2 separate regions of the Mus musculus genome follow, and region 1 is linked to region 2. The links are chromatin contacts, called in public promoter capture Hi-C maps. All regions are on one chromosome and are shown on one strand. The core of a region is the stretch at or near the end of the contact, and the rest is flanking DNA. Distances in the headings are between cores, read along the strand shown. Region 1 overlaps Frmpd4 (FERM and PDZ domain containing 4). Region 2 holds the start of Prps2 (phosphoribosyl pyrophosphate synthetase 2).

Region 1 (4,354 bases), core at 397-2,896, 450 kb after region 2:
TGACTGCCAGTATTTTGAGAATATAATTATTTCTCATCATCCTCAGCTTTGATATCATTGATTTCATTCACTCATAGTCAACTGCTGTCTGAAAACAATAAGTTGGAAAACCCCAGAAATGAAAAAAAAAATTCTAAGTTTAGAATCAAACACTGTCCTGAGTACTATAAGAAAATTACATACTATCTCACTCTATCCATTGAATGCATGCAATGTATCTACCCTTTATGGGCTACAACCCCTCTAGTCATTTAGCCACTCACTATCTGGGGTGTCACATTGACTGGCATGCTATCACAATTCTTAGATTCAGTGGACACTTATTTTAATTGACAATGGCTTATTAAGTTATTTTTAGTGTGTTAGTGCATGAGTAAGGTCATATGCACATAAATTTTATTATAGTATAGTGCTAAAAATCAGCCTATTTTATTATCAGATGTTGTTAATCTCTTCCTGTTCCTAGTTTATGAACTCAACTTTACCATAGGTAGTAATGTACACAAAAGCATATATTATGTAATGATGTAGTAATATTTAAAGTTTAGATACCCATTAGGGGGTATTAATAAAGGTACTTATGCTATGTTGAACATTAATTTTAGTATGTAAAGTCAGTAAAAATATGAGCTCATATTTATTCTGTCTTTTTAGATAGCAAATCACAATCCAGGTAAATGTTGAATGCAACTTCCCTGAACACTTAAATTTGGGAAAATTGCATTCAATAATTGACATTTGTTTAATCTATTTGTATAAACACACACACACACACACACATACACACACACACACACACACACACACACATATATATATATGTTCAAAGCTAGAGGAATGACTTAAATGGTTAAGGCTACTCTTCCAGAAGACCAGAGTTTGATTTCCAGCAGCCACATGGCAGCTCACAATAATCTGTAACTCCAGCTCCCAGGATTCTGATGCCCTCTTCTGGCCTCTTCAAGCACCAGACACACAAGTGGTACAAAGACATACATGAAAGAAAAACACTCATCTACACAGGACATAAAATTAAGTTTAATTTTCAAAAAAAGATTAGTTTTCAAAAGTCGTCAAATCAAATGTATGATTCTGATAATTACCCAATTTACTGGGAGAAAGTTTCCTCAATAATTAGAGAAACATCAAGAAATGTCTGTCTCCTTACCATCTAGTTCCTGAAAGTAGTCAAATCAAAAAAGTATGATTCTTATAATTACCCAATTTACTGGGAGAAAGTATCATCAATAATGAGCAAAATGTCAAGAAATGATGTCTGTCCCCTTGCCTTCTACATCTCTCCTACAGAAAACAGTTCAGTTAGGCCAACACACACACACACACACACACACACACATATATATAAATTCATTTAGCAAATATGTATTGACCTTGGTATTGCTTTAGTTGCTTTGGATACAGCAGAGAACAAAACAGACAGTTCCTCATCCTCCAGGCATTTACATCTGATTACATTATGCTGTTATTGTGGATAGCAACCCAGCTGCCAGCCATTTAGGCAGGGCTTGTGCTTTTTATTTTTTTCCAGAAGCTTTCACTTACTCCAGTCCTCACTGAAGAATGACCTCAGGGGTCAATGAGCAACATAAGAAACAAAGAAGAATGAGAAATTCCCCCTCCTCACACCCTCCGCATCACTCCTATTTGCACATGGTTACCAAACATGAAATCTGCAGCCTGAAAAGAGGTTGAGTACGTAAGTAAGTAGTTAACACTTTTATAAAGGCAAAAATAAGATCTTCCACCATACTGAGAATAGGTATTTTTCCTATATCATTGCTATAATAGAAACGTGCCCTCTGCATCTGTTTTACACATTTTACAGAAGACCCAAATCCAATCTTTCATTATAATATGAAAACAATTGAACATTTTCATCCATTGATAGCCACAGCTTATTTTCTTCCTTATTACACGGGGCTTTGATCCCACTGAGACATACTAGCCTGTTGCTACGTGCTGTGTATCTCCTATAAGAAGGGCCGCAGAAGGCTAGCAATAAGGGATTTGAATTTATTTATCACAATTTGTTTCTTTGTGATTCTTTAAATCTACAGTGATTCTCATAGTAGTCTTCACTTTGTGTGGTTATAGATCTGGGGAGCTGTGGTGCTATGCTATGCTGGTGGCCATAGAGCATTCCTCTAGACATGTCATTCTTTAGGAGTGATAATTTTGGTTATGTTAGTATAAATGAACAAAGGGCAATCTAGTTCTCAAAATCACTGTGTGTGTGTGTCTGTGTTTGTGTATTCTGATTATAGTATTTAATCCATATAAACATTTCATGAACAGGCATTATCTTGAGCTTCCCAGTCTGACTATTGATCAGTTTGCTTGATCAGGCTATGAATATCATCATAAATCCTCCTTAGAATGATTTAAAAAGAAAGAAAATAATTCTCCAATTTATGAATTAGACTTTTGTTGGTAGTACAAGAAATAAGGACTTCCACAGGGTAATCAATTTTCATTATAAATTAGCAATGACATAAGAAATTTAATGGCCACAAGGATGTAAAATTTTTTCTTACAGTTATTGAAGAGAGTTAAGAGCATTTGATGCTCACTCAGAGGACCCATGTTTACTTTCCAACACTGACATGATGACTTACAACCATCCATAACTCCAGTTCAGCCTCTTCTGACTTCCCTGGGCACCAGACATGCACATGATGCCCATACATACATACAGGCAAAATATGCATACACACAAAATAAGTACATCTGCTGGGCATGGTGGCACACGCCTTTAATCCCAGCACTTGGGAGGCAAAGGCAGGCAGATTTCTGAGTTCGAGGACAGCCTGGTCTACAAAGTGAGTTCCAGGATAGCCAAGGCTACACAGAGAAACCCTGTCTCGAAAAACAAACAAAACAAAACAAAACAAAAACAAAACACAACAACAACAACAAAGTACATCTAAAAATGTTTTGGCAAATGATTTTTCTGAGTTGAGGTATAAAACCCTTCACAGTAGTCACTTGAAAACACACATACCTCTATATACAGGCTCAAGCAAGCAGAAGCATTGTAAAAAAAAAAGATTAGAGAAGTTTGATCTAGTGCTGACTCAAGTAATTTATTTCTTGTTCTCCAGAACATACAGCAGTGCACACAGACATATATCATCCAACATTTCATATAAGAACAAAACTGTGCAAGAAACTTTAACGTTCAGTACAGGTTAATGATGAAGCAAAATGTGAACATTCATTAATGGAACAAACAATAATCTTTATAAAATATGCATTAAGCAAAGAAAACAGTGACATGAAAATGTATAGAATCAAGATTTAAAAGAGCAGAAAAATTGTATTGATATTTTTTGAGTGTAATTAACTTTGAAATCTCAACAAATATGAATAAGATGGATGATAGCATCTGTGTGACTTGAAAGCAGAAACAGGGATGTCTGTGAAAAGAAAGGAACTACCATAGTACTATGGGGGCACAGGGATGGGTAGTGAGGAAGGGAATGAATTAAAAGAAAATGTACAAAACTGCCAAAATGAAACCCAATACTTTATGTGCTAATTAAATACACTAATAAAAAATCCATTTGAAAAGAAATGTGAGAATACACTGTCATTGATTATTCTGGGGCAATGGAATATTTGGTAAGTGTTTTCTTCATTCCTTTGTGTCTTAGCTATTTTTCTGTTGTTGTGAAGAGGCACTATGATGAAGGCACTTGTAAAAGAAAGTATTTCATTTGGGGTTTGCTTCCAGTTCCAGAGGGTTAATCTATAACTATCATGGCATGGGACATGGGAACAGGCAGGCATGGTGCTGAAGAAGTAGCTGAGAGTGCACATCTTGACCCATAAGCAAGATGCAGAGAGAACTAACTGTGAGTGTAGTAGGAGCAAACTAGGAAAAGAATGGACATTTGAAACCCCAAGGCCCACCCCCAGTGAAACACCCCCTTCAACAATGTCACAGCTAATTACTTCCAAACAGTTTCATAAACTGAAGACCAAGTATTCAAATATATAAGCCTATTGTGTGTTAGTCTTATCCAAACCACTATTCTTTACTTTTCTAACTTTCTGTCACTTCTGTAACAAACAAATTTTACTTTCATGATTAATAATAAATATGGATAGCTGTTTAGTTTTCTTCATCTATCAGCCAGTTATGCATACAATTGAGAGGAATCTTATAGTGGACCACAGAGAAGATATAAAAATTGTATGACCCCACTTACCAAACAACAACAGCAACAAAATCCCCATATATCCCTCTGAATCACTACTTAGATGACAATAACAATAAATTGTTAGCTTTTGTTAGCAAAAATCAGTTTTGCTACCACTATAATGGGGGTGG
Region 2 (4,651 bases), core at 721-3,220:
TGTTGTTGTTGTTGTTTTTAACTTATGAAAATAAATTTTTCACTGTTCTTAATTCAATGTCACAGTTCATTTCATTGTTGTTTTCTTGTTGCCGACTCCTGGAAGGTTTGGATTACTTCCTTTTGTTCCCCCATTAATTAATTTATTTTAGGGGGTGGCTTGGAGGAGGGGGGACTTCAATCAGGATGTAATGTCAATAAGTAAACAAAGTGGCAGTTCTTTCACCTGAATTGTCCACAGGTTTCTTCTATTATCACCCAAGCTGTGTAAATGGAGTTTACCACCTAGAAAAGGTCACACGGGATTCACATAACCTCTAGAAAAAAATCATCTTTGTCATCAATATTAATCTAACTGGGTCTGATGACACACACACCCGAAATTCTAATGCTTGGGAGGTAGAAACAAGGGTTCTCCTGTGAGTTCGAAGCCTACCTGGACTACTACCTGGGTGAGTTCAATACCAGCCTAAATACATAGCAAAAGTCTGTCCCAGAAAACGAAAACCAAACCAAAATAAAACAACCAAAAGGAAAAAAAATGCCCTTAATCTCACAACCAAATTCTCGATTCATTCCATCATCAAGATTTTGTGCTTCCTTCTGGAAATTTCAGTTTTAGTTTTGACGTTTGTGTCTACAATCCGTTTCTAAGTTAACTTTTGTAAATACGGAGAATGACTTTTTTTTTTTCTGTAAAACTTGCGGAATGAATTCGTGCGCTACTAAATATAGAACGGTTATCTGTCACTGTGCACTGTATAGTTGGTTAACTGTGCTAAATAGAATTCGGGAAAAGAAATTGGCTTTGGGCAAGTAGGACAAGGAATCCCTAGTCTAAGCTGAGGAGAGCTTCCGCCTGCCTGGTGGCACCTTTTGCTAATGTGAGAAACCGGTGGAATTTTGAACAAACTGGGGTCTTGTTGCTGTGCGCAGCTAAGCTCCACAAACACAAAGAAGCTATTCGCAATGATAGATGCAACAAAGTTTAAAGGAAGGGTGCGAGCGCTCAACACGTGCGTCTCGCTTTCCCACGCTCTGCCTAACTCCCGCACAAACCCACCTTTCTGGATAAGGCAGCGCTTGGCCAGCCTGCTGCTCTGGAGAGTCACCTGAGCAGCTGGCAGTACTCTGATCGCCAGCGGCTGGAAGTGGCATTCGAAAGTTTCCCTGGGATAAACCCAGTGCCCAGGACCCGTGCAGAGCCTTTTCAACCATGCAGGATTCTGGGTTTCTGTCTGGCAGAGAGTTGGAAACTGGGGCGGGCGGATCCACCGATGTCTCCCCGCCCCCACCATTCCCGGCACCGAAGTGATGCCCACAGACTGCGCCCACTCTCCCAGACGCTCTGTAACTGCCCCGATTTTGTCCTTCCGGACTGAAGACACCAGGCGAGCCGGTGCAAAAGAGGGGCCTGGGGTGCCCAAGGGTCGACAGGTCGCCGATGTCCGGGTATTGGAGGCCCAGCCACCAGAAGGTTAACAGCCAGAGGATACGCGTAGAGACTCCAGGGTGACCCGGGTTGGGGGTGGGGGTTGGGGGTCCCTTGCTGAACTTCTTTCTCCCCTGGCGCAGCCGCCCTGGCTCTGCAGCCGCGTTGTTGCCGTCCCGCCCCGGAAGGGAGAGCATGACGCCCGCGGAGCTGGCCTGGGCATGCTTTGGCCCCTGCCTCAGCCCCAGCGAGGCTCCCACCTGGTCTCCTGGTTGCTAAACTTCTTGGTGACCACCTTGCCCAGCTCCAGGCCCAGGCGATCGGCCACGCGCTGCGACAGGTCCTGGTGAGAACTGCCGCTGAAGAGCACGATGTTAGGCATGGTGACCGGGGACTGAGGAGCGCGCTGGAGAAGGAGAAAGGGACTGCGATGCAGACTACTGCTACCGTTGCTGCGGCTGTTGCTGCTGCTGCTGCGGTGGCCTGGGCTGCTGGTGAAGCGGGAAAACGCAGCAGCAGGATCTAGGGGAGGGGAGGGCCGGGGGAGGAGCCAGAGGGAGGAGGAGCAGCTGAAGAGTCGCTGGAGGGTGCTGGGAGGCTGCTTCTGCCCACGCAGGCTGGGCATCTGGGTTTGAAGCTCTGGGTGGTCCCGAAGCACCCAAGTACAGTTGCTCCGTAGGGGAGCTCCAGGCTCCACATAGGACTTCCTGACTTGCCTTTAAATGGGGAGGTCAACCAACCAGATAAAGTGGGCACAGTGAGCCATTGCAGGAAAGGGCCATGTGGTGCCTCACAGCCAGGAGCAGCCTTTCAACCCGGAAGCTCAGAACCCAGAGGTGATACCTGGGCTTCAAGTGCACACCGTGTCTACATAGGCCAGACCCACACATCGGTTTGTATTTGCACACGGGAGTGAAGCATGTTTGCACTTGAAGTGGTGATATAGACTACGTTTGAAGATGGACTAAGAAAAGGGTTTCTCACCAACAAGAATTCTCTTTCTCTGTCATTTAATTTAGATGTATATTTTACAAAATTAGCTCAAATATTTTGTTTTCCAGTTTTTTCAACAAAAGCTGAAAATTTTGGTTTTTTTTTTTTTTCTTATTATATAAATGCCCACATTCTTTCTTGTCTTTTGCTTCTTGGTCCACAAAACCTGAACATGTTACCGTCTAGCTCCTAAATGTGTGTTGCTCTGTAAAGGAGTCATTGATGACAGCCACCATTTGACCCCTAAGCTTGGCCACAAGAGGAAAGCGTATTTTCAAGTGGTCAGTTGCCTCTCACCAATTCCTTCTGAGTCCTCGTTTTTATGTAGATAGGCTGGCTCTCAGGCTCTCTTCACAACTTCCTGTCCCTTGGATTCTCTAGAGTCAGACTCCCCCACCCCCCACCCCCACCCCTGCTGCGGCAACCAACCCCCCTCTCCCAGAGTCCTTTGCTTTCCCTGCCCTCAACCCCCACCTCAGCATTTCTGAAGTAGCTAATGCAGTGTCAGAGCCAATCGCCAATCGCTGGGCACAAAGCACACTTAAGGAAAGGAGATTCATCCTGAGCTCCTGGACGAGTGGAGCACTAGTGATCCTGACTTACATTTCTTAAAAGCTTTCAGAGACAGATTAACCTGGCCAGATAGTTGCTTGGGCTCTACCACTGTCTACTGAAATTTGGCTTGCCATATACAACAAAGACTACTTGCCCTTGAATTGTAGCCCACTCTAAAGGCACTTCTTGTGTGATTGGAGTTTGGGAGAGTATTTAGATTGACCGTATCTTTGGGGGATTTGCTTCTGGGCCCTTCCTTGAACTCTGCAAAGGTGTCAGCCTTTAATCTCAGCACTCTGGAGGCAGAGGCAGAGGCAGAGGCAGAGGCAGAGGCAGAGGCAGAGGCAGAGGCAGAGGCAGAGGCAGAGGCAGAGGCAGAGGCAGAGGCAGAGGCAGAGGCAGGCGGGTCTTTCAGTTGAAGGCTAGCTGGCCTGTTGAAACTGTGTCTCTCCAATCCCCTAAGGTTCCTCAAACCCAAGCAAATTGAATTTATGAAAGGGTTTCCTTTGAAACTCCACTGACTGCCCCAGTGGTTCTCCAAAGCGCTACTCCCATTGCATTTCTGTTCCTTTTCATTCTGCTGACAGAGATGTACATATCCTATTGTATTTCTTAAAAGAGCCAAGGTGATGATATAACTAATCTCATCACTTGGGAGGTTGAGGCTTGGGGACCAAGAATCCCAGGCCAGCCTATACTATATAGTGAGACTTTGTCTCAAAAACAACTGCAGCAGCAACAATCTACCTACAGTGGGTTTTAAGCTACACCCAGTATATGCTGCATAAAGATTCAGATGACAGACCACACCATTAATATTATAATGCTTAATGATGTTCCGCTGTCTTGGTTCATTTATGTGCACTCTACATTGCTTACATGATTATGAATTAACCTTATTACGTATTTCTCAAAACATCCCACATGTTCAGTAGCAAATAACTGTATTTTATAATAAAATTTGCATAATAAATTATCATAGAGATGAGATTTACACTCATATCCAAACATATGTCTAAAAGTTTTATTGACTGAATTATATTAACTATACTTAAACTCACCTTAATAAAATTTATCATCAGCAATTTTACTGTAATTTTTTCTGTCTTTAAATATTTGTCTCATAGGCAAAATTTGTCAACTGTTGCATTTCTTTAAATATATACATACTTTTATCAGGAGGCAAGTAGTTGCTGATCAGTGTGGGAGCCTAGGATTCTTTGATAACAAAACTGATGAAGCATAAAATACTATGTTAAAGTACCCAATCTGGAGGTTAATTCATAGATGAGATTCTAGAAGCTAAGATTAAATTTTGACCTTTCTATAGCACGAGATGAAATGTCCCTGTTGTCCTGACAACGAGTGTGGTTGTTGAGGAACTGTCCTTGAATGCTGAGTGTTCAAGGGGCAAATTGTGCTTACAGTTGATGGGGATACTAATGGGAGTCAACAAAAATCATCCTAAGTTACAAACTGAGCACGAAGCCGACACTGAGCAACGGACAGGCTTAAGAGAGCAGCTATAGATTTTGGGTGAACAGTTTCTCTCCCAAGCACCTTTGTCCTTGATCCACACGGGGCAAGTTGTGGAAAAACCTTGACCTCCAACTGTCATTCAACTGACAGACTGGGTAATTCTTTGTTGTGGGGCTCTCCTGTGCATGTAGGA

What was found. Promoter capture Hi-C pulls out the DNA fragments that hold promoters and counts their contacts.
Region 1: a promoter capture Hi-C map of second pharyngeal arch cranial neural crest shows a contact between it and region 2, with 2.4 times the contacts expected there. The contact joins the enhancer-like site here to the promoter of Prps2 in region 2. A contact is called at or near these places in 6 of 39 promoter capture datasets (the 3T3-L1 cell line, hippocampal neurons, liver and 3 more) and 2 of 115 datasets of contacts at active chromatin or transcription factors (embryonic stem cells and large pre-B cells).

What each region holds. Positions count from the first base shown.
Region 1 is chrX:167,831,150-167,835,503 of GRCm38.p6, forward strand. All of the region lies in intron 1 of Frmpd4 (FERM and PDZ domain containing 4), which reads right to left. Among named protein-coding and RNA genes, the nearest start is that of Frmpd4, 290 kb to the right of the region's middle. Within about 2 kb of position 1,647, at least 2 of the 459 cell types and tissues checked have an H3K27ac peak or open chromatin away from gene starts, as enhancers often do. A contact at or near this core is called in second pharyngeal arch cranial neural crest, where this site is marked.
Region 2 is chrX:167,380,779-167,385,429 of GRCm38.p6, forward strand. It overlaps Prps2 (phosphoribosyl pyrophosphate synthetase 2), which reads right to left and starts at 1,971. Exons shown (of 7, transcript NM_026662.5): 1 at 1,692-1,971. The coding sequence starts at 1,813.